Linked DNA regions of Ovis aries: region 2 is linked to region 1. The links are chromatin contacts, called in public Hi-C maps. All regions are on one chromosome and are shown on one strand. The core of a region is the stretch at or near the end of the contact, and the rest is flanking DNA. Distances in the headings are between cores, read along the strand shown.

What was found. A called contact is a pair of places that touch in the nucleus more often than the background predicts.
Region 2: a contact with region 1 is called in a Hi-C map of skin fibroblasts, with 2.7 times the contacts expected there. The contact joins the promoter of SRGAP1 here to the enhancer-like site in region 1. A contact is called at or near these places in 2 of 16 Hi-C or Micro-C datasets (omental adipose tissue and skin fibroblasts).

What each region holds. Positions count from the first base shown.
Region 1 is chr3:155,919,682-155,922,371 of ARS-UI_Ramb_v3.0, reverse strand. All of the region lies in intron 1 of SRGAP1 (SLIT-ROBO Rho GTPase activating protein 1), which reads left to right. Among named protein-coding and RNA genes, the nearest start is that of SRGAP1, 120 kb to the left of the region's middle. Within about 2 kb of position 1,336, at least 9 of the 54 cell types and tissues checked have an H3K27ac peak or open chromatin away from gene starts, as enhancers often do.
Region 2 is chr3:156,043,503-156,046,192 of ARS-UI_Ramb_v3.0, reverse strand. SRGAP1 (SLIT-ROBO Rho GTPase activating protein 1) reads left to right here and starts at 1,304. Exons shown (of 22, transcript XM_027967491.3): 1 at 1,304-2,094. The coding sequence starts at 2,028.

The DNA of each region.
Region 1 (2,690 bases), core at 87-2,586:
CTGGAGGGCTTTAGTCCATAGGATCGCAGAGAGTCAGACATGACTGAAGCAACTTAGAACACAGCACGTCTATTTTTAAAAAGCACGAAAGTAATTTTGCCATATTAACAGGTGTATTCACGAGATGGGTAATTTCCCTCCTTCTTTCTACTTTTATAATCTTGTAAAATGAGTATGTCTTACATGAATGATGGAGAAAATAAAAGTGGATTTTTAATAGGCATGATCACCACCCCCAAAATGGAGTATACAGTGTGTTAGAACTCACAAAAATGTGTATTCTTGAGAAACATGTGAAGATGTTTTGTGACCAACAGTTGTAATAATAATATCAATATTCATAGGTACCATTTGTGGAGAGTTTTCTATGGGAAGCTATTTTTTTCCATGCGTTAGCTACTTTAATTTTCATCACAACCCTATGAAATTGGATTTAATTGAGAAATAAGATTATGTAAATTACCTAAGGTCAGGACTCAGAATTGAACTTGCCTTTCAAAGGAAAAACAAATCATAGTAGCATGATCATAGTAACAGAGGAAATTTTCACTTATGCTCAGTGGGAGAAATAAAGCTTTCTGCTAAATTTATGACCAAGTTTGTATTGGACCAACTCTTCTCAGCAGCTAACTGTCATGTGAACTTTACCATATACTAAATTTTTTTCTTGATTTTCTCTTAATTGGGCAATTTGAGATTTTAGAGAAGTGGGTAGGATGTTGACTGAATATCTTTTACTTGATTTAAGCTTAAGGGAGAGCATTGCAGAACAAGGTTACAGATATTAATGAAAGGTTTGTTAAGTGAAAAAAGGTGGTGATACTGAAATCTGGATTTGTACAGAGATTCAAGTACAGAGGTTATGGGTGAGTAAATCTGCTCCTATTGTAGTAGGTAATGAACTTGGCAGTAGTCTTCCTTTTAGCCTTTGGTTTCCAGAGTGACTAGAAAAAGATGGTTTTTGAAAGAAGTTTCGTATAAGTATTCATAACCATTTCCCCATAACTGTTAAACCTTTCTTTTCCTTTAAGTATTGATTTCTCATGAGTTGTCTTACACACTGAACTTTTTAATTGGTTGACTTTGCCCTGTCTCTTAAGTGTGCTTACTCATACACAGTATCTGTGGAAGTTTGATATTTAATTTGAAAAGTATTTCTGTGAGTTCTTTGCAGAGGGGGTAGGGTGCCCCAGTTTATTCATCTTTATATAAAAGCAGCTAGCATGAGTCATATTGTTGGCATTTGATATGTTTTTTGTTGAACCAGTGGAGGGGGTTCTTGTTTCAGTTCAAGGAGACTTCTCTAAAGGTTGGAGTTGCCCAACAGTAGCACAGACTGTTCTTGGGAAAGAGATAGTAAGTTCTGGACAGGCTTGGATTCGGGGGGAGTTTGATCACTAGACTCAGTGATTTCTAAGCTTGTTGTACATTTGAGATTCTGTGATTCTTCTTTTTGTCTAACACATGTCCAAAGAGGAGAGAAACAAAATATAAGTGGGAATCACATATTGTCCAGTAGAGCCGTTGATAGCAGTGATAGTTAATGGGATTTGTACCAGCATTGGGAGCAATTGTGCTTTTCTCTGATTCCCAGAGTCAGCATGGACAGTTCTCATATTGAGAAACTGTCCCAATAAGATTAGACTTCAGACCATCCTCCAGATTTAGGCTGAGCCCCAGGAGAGAATTTTCTCAATTCTGAGAATGAGTATGAGAGTTTTAGAAGAAATCCCACTTCACATCCAAGTTACAAAAAGCCAGGAAAAAATATTATTCACTAAATATGCCACCTTAAATGATTTTGATTGGTTTTCCACATATCATTTACATTGTTGCCTGACTCATGAGGGCCCCAAAGTTATCATTAATCTGAATCTTGTTTCTCTTCAATTTCTGACAACTGGAGAAGGTATTAATTTCATCTACAAAGCTTAGAATTTCTGTCATTGATCACAAAATGGTATTCCAGAGGCAAAATCTGGCACAAGGATGGATTTTCAATGGTTTGGACAGAGTTTTATTTTGTTTTAATTAGTTGCTGATATTTTAAAATTTGGTGATTCTACCCCCAAATCAGATTTCTGGCTTCTGTCTAAAAAGGTCAGATTTGGCATATAACTGCATCAGGCATGCTATACAGCAGTCATTACCTGGAGTCTGGTGGCTGGATGAGGTATGTATTCCTGCTTAAGCAATCCTTGTCTTTCCTTGGTATTACATACCCAGCTTGATTCACTCATTTATGGGACTCGTCTGGCCTCTGAAGGTGATAAGTTTGTGACCCTTCCTCTGTAAGTAATGCTCATGCATAGGTCTGAGGACTGTAAGTAGCTATTATTTCAACCTCCGGGAGGGACTGCAGAATAATCTGAAGTGTTTCACTGGGTTTGGGCAGAGTGCTCTGCCTCTGGGAGGATCCCGGCCAGCCAACCCTGTAACCGGAGGGAAGAAGAAATAATGTATTCATCCTGTACTGAACTGCTGGCGTTCAGGAGAGCCACAGGCTAGGCAACGGGGCCTGAAGTGCCCTGCAGACTGGGGCTTGTCTAAGCTCAGGGCGACTTGGCACCTGTGCCAGAGACGGATTCAGTGGAGTGGCAGACGGCTCTGTGCCATGCATTCAGACAGCTTTCTGAATGTCGGCAGCCAAGAGAACATCAGCTGTGCCTGTGAGTAGTGTGGGTTCGCGC
Region 2 (2,690 bases), core at 55-2,554, 120 kb before region 1:
CAGCCTTTTATTCGGTGCATTTTTCTTTCCTCAAGGCTCCCAAAGAGGGAGTAGCTCTCTTACAGCTCTACAGTACTGCCCGTAATTACTTATTTATACAACAATAGATCTTGAGACCCTTTAGGGCAGAATTCTCTTGAGTCCCTAGTTCATATTTGGTGGTTGGCCTACAGTAAGAAATCTTATCACTGGATACAAGAATGAATAAAGTCTCAAAGTCCCTACTCTGTTTAGATCTAGCACCATTTGATACGGACACGCCTTTGGACAAATCACTTTGATAAATCAGGCCAGTAATATTGGAGAAGGACATTGTGCGTGCGTGCTCAGTCATACCGAACTCTTTTCCATGCTGTTGACTGTAGCCCGCCAGGCTCCTCTGTCCATGAAATTTTCGAGGCAGGAATACTGGAGTGGGTTGTCATTTCCTCCTCCAGATCTTCCCCACTCAGGGATCGAACCCGCATCTCCTGCACAGGCAGGCGGATTCTTTACCACTGAGCCCCTGGGAAGTGGAGAAGGTCCCAAACGCTAAATGTGTCCGCCCAAACCCAGAGATATCTTAAGTACTACCTGTTTCCCCACCACGCCTTTCCCACCATGCTGACATTCTCTAGCTACTTTTAGGATGGGGCGAATACGGTGCTCAAGATGGATATTTTTCTCTGCCTGATCGAATAGCTTAGCTTTTTTTACATTTTTATTCTTAACATCCAAGACAATTCAGACTCCAGTATTTCTACTGGGGTTGGGAGTAACATCCTATTCTTTCATGGAGACATCCAAAGTCTGATTTTCCCCACTGGACTCAAAAGAGCCCCACCACAGCCCTCACACAGATTCGAAGACTGCCCACCGGTCGGGTGGGGTTTTCCAGCGGCTGGGGCAACGCAAGCCGGGGAGGCGCTGGGGGCGTCGCCCACGGCCGCCGGGCTCGGCACGCAGGGTCGGGCTGCGGTTGGCCACAAGAGGCATCCATCTTCCTGGAGAAGCGCCGCGCTTGCTTACCGCGCCGGTGGGGAGGAGCGGGGCGAGGGTGGAGAAGAGAGGTCGATCGGGCCCCTCCCGCGAGCCCTGCCCCGCCTCGCCGAGCCCGGCGCGGCCGCCCGGGCCGGTGCCGCCCGCAGCTCACTCCCCAGGCGCCGGGGAGCCGCGGGCCGTGAGCGCGCCTGCAACTTTGCGGCCGCCAGGGGCGCGGCTCCTCCAGGGGCGCGTGCGGGTGTGCCGGTAGCCGGCGGCCTCCTGGGGGCAGCAGCGGCAAGGGGGACCGGGAGAAAGAGGCCGTCTCGGCGCACGGTGGCCCGGGAGGCGGAGGCCCCGCGAGGCGCCGGCGGTGGAAACCTAAACTCCGCCGGGGCTGCGCCCAGGACGCGTTCTTACAGCGCGTTAGCCGCCCTCGCGGCGGCCGCCCGGGACTCGTTTTAGGATTGCGATTCCTCTACCCTGCCCGGGGCAGTAGCAGCCGTGTGTGCCGACGGAGGAGCGGCAGCAGCATCCCCAGCCCGGGCGGGACCCCTGAGCGCCGGAGCGGGCGGCTGAGCAGGAAGGGAGGGTCGCGGCGCCCGCCCTCCCCGGCTGGCCCTGCCCCACGCTCCCCGTGCGGGTGGCTAACAATGGTGCGGAGCGCCGGCGCGATCCCCGCGTCCGCCCAGCGGCTGTAGAGGAAGTGGCCGGGCTCCGGGTGGGGTGGGCAGGGAGACGCCCCCCGCCACTCGCCTGCTGGAGTTCGCCGGCGCGCCGGGCCTCTCCGGCCCCCTCCGGCCCCGAGCCCTGGGCGCCCCTCCGCATCGCCGACGGCAGCTCGATCCCGAGAGTATGGTGCCAGCGCCCGGGTTAATCTAGTCCTCGGCTCGCTCCTTTTTTTTCCCCTCCTCCTCCTCCTCCTCCTCCTCCTCTCCCTCCCGTCGGTGCTGCTTCTGGGTTCCCGGCATTTGGGAGTACAACTCTCTGCTTCTCCGAGGAGACTGACTGGTCGGTGACCCCTCACAGAACTTGCCCATTGAAAGCAAACCCAGAACAGCTGGATAATGTCCACTCCGAGCAGATTCAAAAAGGACAAAGAGATCATCGCCGAGTATGAAAGTCAAGTCAAAGGTACGGATGGGAGCGGCTGCCTTGCTCCTTTTGTGTGCTTTCTTGTCATTGTGCTCCGGGAGTTGCGTTTCTAACTTGGGGGTCTGCGTTGGAGGAAGGTGGTGAGAGACAACTGGAGCGCCTGGTTGAGCCATCCGGGGCTTCGCGCAAGCCAGTCTCAGTCCCAGTCCCGTCAGGTCCACGGGGAGCTGGAAACCGGGTGGCTCTCCCCCGCTGCCCGCTCGCCACTTCCAGTAGGGGAGAACTGGGTTTAAATTAACCACCTTCAGCGGCAGCTTACATAGGAGGTAGGCAGCAGCAGAGGTTCCCCCCCCCCCCAGTTATCATCACCGGCATCTTTTTTTATTTTATGTTTTTTAGAATATACTATTGTCACAGCCATTGATACACTGTCATGTAATTTTTTTTTTCTTTTAAAGAGTCATTTTTCTGAAGTCTGGACCCGAAGTGGTCTAGAGCTTCCTTGAGTGCAGGAAACTGGCGACATTTGCACTAATCACTAATTTATCAGGGCGAGTCCCCCTTCTATAAAACAGCTAGCTCCCTAAAAGCCTGGCGGTTAAACCAAGAAAGGACTAGTGGAATCTGACTCTTCC